Regions from separate parts of the Pan troglodytes genome. Here region 2 is linked to region 1. The links are chromatin contacts, called in public Hi-C maps. All regions are on one chromosome and are shown on one strand. Each heading gives the region's core, a stretch centred on a gene start, on an enhancer-like site or on the middle of the called end of the contact. The rest is flanking DNA. Distances are from core to core; before and after follow the strand shown.

What was found. Hi-C and Micro-C count contacts between places; a contact is called where the count stands out from the background.
Region 2: a Hi-C map of stem cell-derived neural progenitor cells shows a contact between it and region 1, with 4 times the contacts expected there. The contact joins the enhancer-like site here to the promoter of CDON in region 1. A contact is called at or near these places in 2 of 7 Hi-C or Micro-C datasets (induced pluripotent stem cells and stem cell-derived neural progenitor cells) and 1 of 1 datasets of contacts at active chromatin or transcription factors (stem cell-derived excitatory neurons).

What each region holds. Positions count from the first base shown.
Region 1 is chr9:127,992,897-127,995,999 of NHGRI_mPanTro3-v2.0_pri, forward strand. CDON (cell adhesion associated, oncogene regulated) reads right to left here and starts at 1,598. Exons shown (of 20, transcript XM_009424449.5): 1 at 1,307-1,598.
Region 2 is chr9:128,120,500-128,123,602 of NHGRI_mPanTro3-v2.0_pri, forward strand. All of the region lies in intron 7 of RPUSD4 (RNA pseudouridine synthase D4), which reads right to left. Among named protein-coding and RNA genes, the nearest start is that of RPUSD4, 21 kb to the right of the region's middle. Within about 2 kb of position 1,647, at least 3 of the 24 cell types and tissues checked have an H3K27ac peak or open chromatin away from gene starts, as enhancers often do. A contact at or near this core is called in stem cell-derived neural progenitor cells, where this site is marked.

The sequences.
Region 1 (3,103 bases), core at 348-2,847:
GCAGTTCATTCCAACATGTGCATAACAGAGACTGCAGTATTTGGTGCTTCTCGGGTTCCGAAGAATGCTTTCTAGTTAAGCACTAATTTAAAATTTCCAGAAAATTTTTTGAAGGTTTTCTTTCATCTTATCTTAAAAGTTGAACTATCCCCAAATTTTCAGCTAAAAATAGACTGAGGGTGGGGGAGAACTATAAAATGTCATAGAATGTTTAGAATTATGCTGACAATAAACTCATTTCATTTTCTAACACCCTCCTCACCTTCCTCTCCTTGGAGACACTGTCCACTAGGTATGCCAAGTGTCAGTTGGGAATCTGAGGGTTATGTTATCAGCGCCGAAAGGAATCAGAATTCACTGACTTGGCGTCTTTCATCTTTACTAGCATAGGCCTGAAAATAAATCTCATGTGAGCTTTTAGTCCAACCTCCTGTTTTTCAAGGTGTCTGGTTTGGGACACAAAGGCTGACTTTCTGTTGATGAGGTTCTCTAAATTCTGGATTCCCACTGGAAAGCAGTCTGCCCTTAAAGCACCTGCCACCCTCTGTCGTCCTGATGAGGAAGGGCAGGCATTCTGGAAACAGCTCCTTTTGGAGAGCCTTCCACCTGATTTGGTGGGGTTCGGGAGAACAATGAAGGGAAGGGCAAGAGAGTCTATCTATCCCCCTCAGTGATTTATTGCTGAAATTCCTAGATGTGGAGAGAAAGCAACAAAGGTCCGGAAGCTGCCGACAGAAATAAATAGCGAGCTGTAATGTATTTAGCAAATGATAATGCAGTCCACAGAAGGCTTCACAGAGGAGAAGGAAAAATACACTCCCTGGGGCTGGGAAGTCACTGAGTCTTGTGAAGGCAGAGAAAGATACATTGTGCAGGAAACTTCTCTTGCTTCTCCCTACACATAAATCACTGTCTCTCGCGGGCGCTCTGCAGGGATGGAGATTGAGAGGCCAGGGACCCGGCTCCCTTGGGAAAACGCGCGGGCGCCCTAGCTCCCCGCTCTGCGGCATCTCACCTGCCCCCGAGGACCATCGTCAAGAAGAGGTTTCGTCTTGTCACTGACACCTCACCCCGCCTCCTCCCGCGAGGTGCCTCCGAGCCCCCGAGGACGCGGAACGCCGGGGCTCCCCGCCGGGCAGGCATCAGCATCCAGACCCCGCACGCAGCCCTGGACCCCCACGCCCTCCGGGGAACGCCGGCCCGCCCGTCCCCGGGACCTCCCGTCCCCTAAGCCAAGGCCCCCCAAGCCCAGTGCCCGCGCGCCACCCCTCCATCCGACCCTGCGGCGGGACCCCCGCCCCCGCACCTCTCCGCGGGGCTGGCTAAGCCTCCAGACCTCCTGCGCTGCAACCGGCTCGGAAAGCCACCCCCAGGTCATCCCACCGCGCGCGCGCGACGGCGGCTACGGTGGCGGCGGCTGCGATCCGAACGGGCCCCTCCATGCACCGCGCAGGGCAGAGGAGGGAACGACGCCTCGCACGCCGGGGCGGGGGCGCTGGGCAGGGCGGGCGGGCGTGCGTGGGGTCCCGGGTCTCCTCGCACCTAGCCGCGCGAGCCGGGCTCCCGGGCTCAGGGGAGGGGAGCTGGGGGGCGGAGTCACCGGGGCGCGCCCCCGCGGCTGCGCTCCTCCCCGCCGGGGAGCGCGGGCACGTAACTCGGCGGGTGCTGGGCCGGCCCGGAGCACGCGAGCAGCGGGAGGAGGGACCGGGGAAAGACTGACGGAGGCGGGCCGTAGAGGCCGCCGCGCCCCGCCGGCCCGCACCCAGCCGGAGGGTGCGCGCGCAGCCTGCCAGATCAGCGGCGGGGGCACGGGACGTACCAAGTGACGGAGGGGGGCACGCTCTGGGCAGGACCCTCTCCTCGTCATTGACCTGCCTACTCTGCAAGAGAGATACCCCAGAGGAGCATAGAAGAGGCTCTTCTTGGGTTTAGGACAGGTAAGGATGAGTTGCCTTACCAAGTCACGGAGATTCCCATCATGCCTGCACTCACGCTCCCCTCACCTTTCATTCCCTTGGAGAGGCGGCTCTTCTGGCAGGTCTCCAAATGGTCGACTCTGTCCCCCGAGGCCCCGCCCTAGCCTCGCTCCGGCCCCGCCCCTCGCTCCGCCCCGCCCCGCCCCTCGCCTCTACCTAAGTTCTCTGAGCCGCCAACGGGTGCATCCCTTCTCCCGGTTCTTGCCTGGTCTCTGTTAGGGTTCCGGCGGCCCACCGCTTATACCTCCTTCTCCTTTCCACCACTTTCCATGTTTAGTTCCTTAGGCAGCTTCATCTGATTCCCCCACCACCACCCACCCGCCCTGCCTGCACATACACGCAAGCAGGTAGCAAAACTCAGGGGCTAGGAGAGGCGTGGTGTGTCCTGGTGGCCTTTGGCCCCAGAGTCTTTCCAACTCGTCCGTTGGACCTGCCCCAAGTTATCTGAACTCAATGAACTTCAGTTGTTCAAACAGAAAAAAGAAAAATAAATTTCTATTCAAAATGTTGCTGTGAAGCATAAATACGATACTTTGTGAAAAGCACCTGCCACTCAGTGGGCATTCAAGGACTGTAACTTCTTTATAAATTGTTATTATTAGCAGTTAGCTCTTTTTTCCCCATCATCATTACTTACTATTAGCTTAACTACAAAAGGAGCCCTAATAATAGTTAAGTTTATAAATACTCAGTACTGAACTTCAGGAGAAATATGCCAGTCCTCCCTTACCTTCTTACGTGAATTTTAAAAAGAAATGCTTTGAAAGTGTGGTATTGTTCAAGCAGGTTAGCTTTCTGCATTAGCTAGATTCAGGGTTTTTGTAAAGCCCCTGGAAAGAAAGTCAGTACAGGAGGGAAAAAAAAAAAACACAACTTTTTTTTTAAGACGGAGTCTCACTCTGTCGCCCAGGCTGGGGTGCTCTTGTTGCCCAGGCTGGAGTGCAATGGCGCGATCTTGGCTCACTGCAACCTCCGCCTCCCGAGTGCAAGCGATTCTCCTGCCTCAACCTCCCAAGTAGCTGGGATTACAGCACATGCCACCACACCCGGCTAATTTTTGTATTTTCAGTAGAAACGGGGTTTTGCCATGTTGGCCAGGCTGGTCTTGAACTCCTGACCTCAGATGA
Region 2 (3,103 bases), core at 397-2,896, 130 kb after region 1:
ACGGCCTAGAACCCTGGTCCCCAAAACTTCTTGCCAGAAAGAAACTCAACCTCAGTAAAAGCCCCATCTGCTGAGGGCCGTCAAGACATTCACCGTCACCTGCCTCGCCTTGAAGTTCAATCCCCTCCAGGACAAGCTTTCAGGGGAAGCTCGGAGCCTGGCCCCGAGCAAGCGCTGGGGACAGAACACAGTGTGGTTGGATGTGGCCCTAGGCCCAGAGTTGCCTAAAGTCCAGGCACGGGAGACAGGACAGGGACAAAGCCCCTCCGACAGGAAGCAGCCAGTGGCTGGCACTGATCAGGTGCACACAAAGGTGTCTGTGTTCCTGTCTGGCCCCTCCCCAGCAGGCCCTGGACCCTGCCCTCTCCATCCCATCTTTCCCAGGCGTCCTGAGCTGCCTGGCCTTTTCAGCGATTACTGGCACAGGATACCAGCACTGACAGCTCTTGTCACAGTCCCCCAGGCCTCATTCATGCTGGAGAGGTGAGGACAGCTTAATTCCCAAACTCAGACACAGGATTGCCTGCCAGATAGGGCATGGGGCTGCCACTGACCCCCACCCCTCCCTCCCTAGGAGGTGGGCACCTGGGAACAAAGCCTCTGGTGTCCCCTCTGCTCTCCTCCCTCCTCTGACCTCCCCTTCCCCTCTTTCTGCACCAAACAGCAGGTGCTGATGGCAGCTAAATTGTCCAGGGATGAGTGATGCTGGGTGCTTAGGAGGATGAGAAGGAAAGAGCTTTGGACATGACAACCTCAACCCTTCCCCACTCCAGCCCCCATTTGGGGACAGAGAAAGGAATTGATGTCAGATGTAGGGGCTTCCCTTAGCCCCAGTATTCTGAGCTTCTGGCCCCCACACCAGGAACCAAGGAGCACTGGCTTCATGCCAACACCTTCAAACCACCCCACACTCCGTGTGGAACCCAAGGCCCTTCAGGAGCTGTCGGACAGCCCCAGGGAGCTGCTGGCCATGCTGTGTTCTCCTGGCATCTTCCCACTCCCAGGCCAGCCACCTTGGCTGGGGGTATCTGCCATGACCTTCACTCCCTGAGCCCTTGGTCTTCACATCTATGGTGGACAATCCCAGATGGGGGTTCCCCAAGTCCCGCCCAGTTTGGGAAACAACTGTGCCCCCTCCCATTTCCGAGGCCATCTCCTAAGCTAGCCTGGGAGCTCCTCACATGTGCTCCTGAGGTTCTAACAACCACTTGGGCACGGCCTGCCCTCTCCGGAGTCAAAGCCACTAATTCAGCTTGGAATGCCCTTCTCCATATGCAGTGTGGAGGAACTGACCCCCTTTTTCTGCTTTTCCTTTCCTAGTTCTCCCCCAAACTACAGTCAGAATAGCAGAGTTAGGGCTGTTCTTCATTCCCATTAGGACTCTAGAAAAACAGACTAATGGCCCCAAAAAGCGTAACCGCATGACCCTCCTCCTCTAGAGAAAGTGCTAGAAATCTAATCGGGCAGCAACATAGCACCGTGGGTAAGGCCATGCGTCCAGGCCTGTTTCCTGGCTTTCTAGGTGCGTGCCCTCAGGCAGTCTGCCCAAGCTGATTTCCTCATCTCTGAAATATCTCCTTTGTGGAAGCACTGCGGGATTCAATGAGCTTACACAGCACAGCCCCAGCACCGTGCCTGGCTCGCGGCCAGTGTCCGATAGAAGCCAGCCTCTGCTGCTGTGACCACCTTCCCCAGCAGTGGCTGGTGTGTGCTATGGGCTGACTGTCTCTCCCAAATTCCTGTGTTGAAGCCTCAACCCCAGTACCTCAGAATGTGACGACCCTTGGAGATAAGCCTTTAAGGGGGTGAGTCCATTGAAATGGAGCCTCGAGGACGTGCCCTCACCCACTCTGACCAGTGTCCCTGTAAGAAGAGGCAATCAGACCACAGGCCACACCGAGGAGAAGCTGTGTGAGCGCACACAGAGAAGGCAGCCATCAGCAACAGAGAGGCCTCCAGAGAAACCAAGCCTGCCAACACCTGGATCTTGGACTTCCAGCCTCCAGAACCATGAGCAAATGAATTTCTGTTGTCTAAGCCACCCAGGCTGTGATATTTCGTTATGGCAGCCCCAGCAAACTGTGATATTTTGTTATGGCAAGCTGCAGTGTGACCAGTCACTGCCTGGGATGCCAGGCCCCAGAAAGGACGGGAAGGGCCCGGGCAGGATAGTAAAAGGCCCGATGTCCAGGTCCCTTCTGGGAGGCTTCACTTCCAAGTACAGTCTGGATTTCTAAACTGGATCCAAACATTGAGTTTCTACACTGCCCTTCTCTGAGATGCTGAATTTGTGGGTTCTAGTAAGGGATTAGGGGTGTTGTGTCTTCTCCCGAATAAGTAATCTCGGCATAACCAGACTTAGGGTCTTGAAACTAGAAAGGATCTCAGAGATTGTCTTATCTAGAGACTGAGATCATCAACTTTGTCTCAACTGCCCATTTTACAGGTGAGGAAACTGAGGTCTGGAAAGATGGTGACACAGCTAGCTAGCGGCAGAATTTAAAAAGAACCCAGTTGCCTTGTCTTTCCATTAGGAGACCTGCCTTCCTGCTCCAAGTGTACACTCGCTCATCCCTGGCTGGGATCTGGGAAGGCTGGAGAGAGGAGAATCGGGACTTCTCTTTTGGTCTCTCAGCACCTGGTTCACTGGAGAAACACAGGTTAAGAGTGGGGCTCCCAAGTTAGACGGATGGGTCAAAACCTAGTTCTGCTGTGTACAGATGTGGCCTCGGGAAATCAATGGACCACTCTGGGCTTCATGTTCATCATCTGTAAAATGGAAATAAAAACAAGGAAGAATAGTATATCCCTCACAAGGCTATTATGGGGAGCTTTTAAACATAACAGGCTCCACATAGGCCACAAAGGTCGAATGCAGAAATTACCACAAGTGTTGGCTTTCGGGGGTCCGTGTGGGAGTAGGGAAAGGAAGAGTGAGTCTCAGCTGTGATCACAGGCCCTCTAAGCCTCTTGCTTGCTTTCTCTCTTGGAATTTTCTTTCCTAGGCTGGAGAAGTAGGGTGACAAGGGAAATCTGGCTTATAACTCCAGAAAATAAACCCAAGGATACTTCTGGAAAATTCTGTAACTTTAGGCAGGAAAAA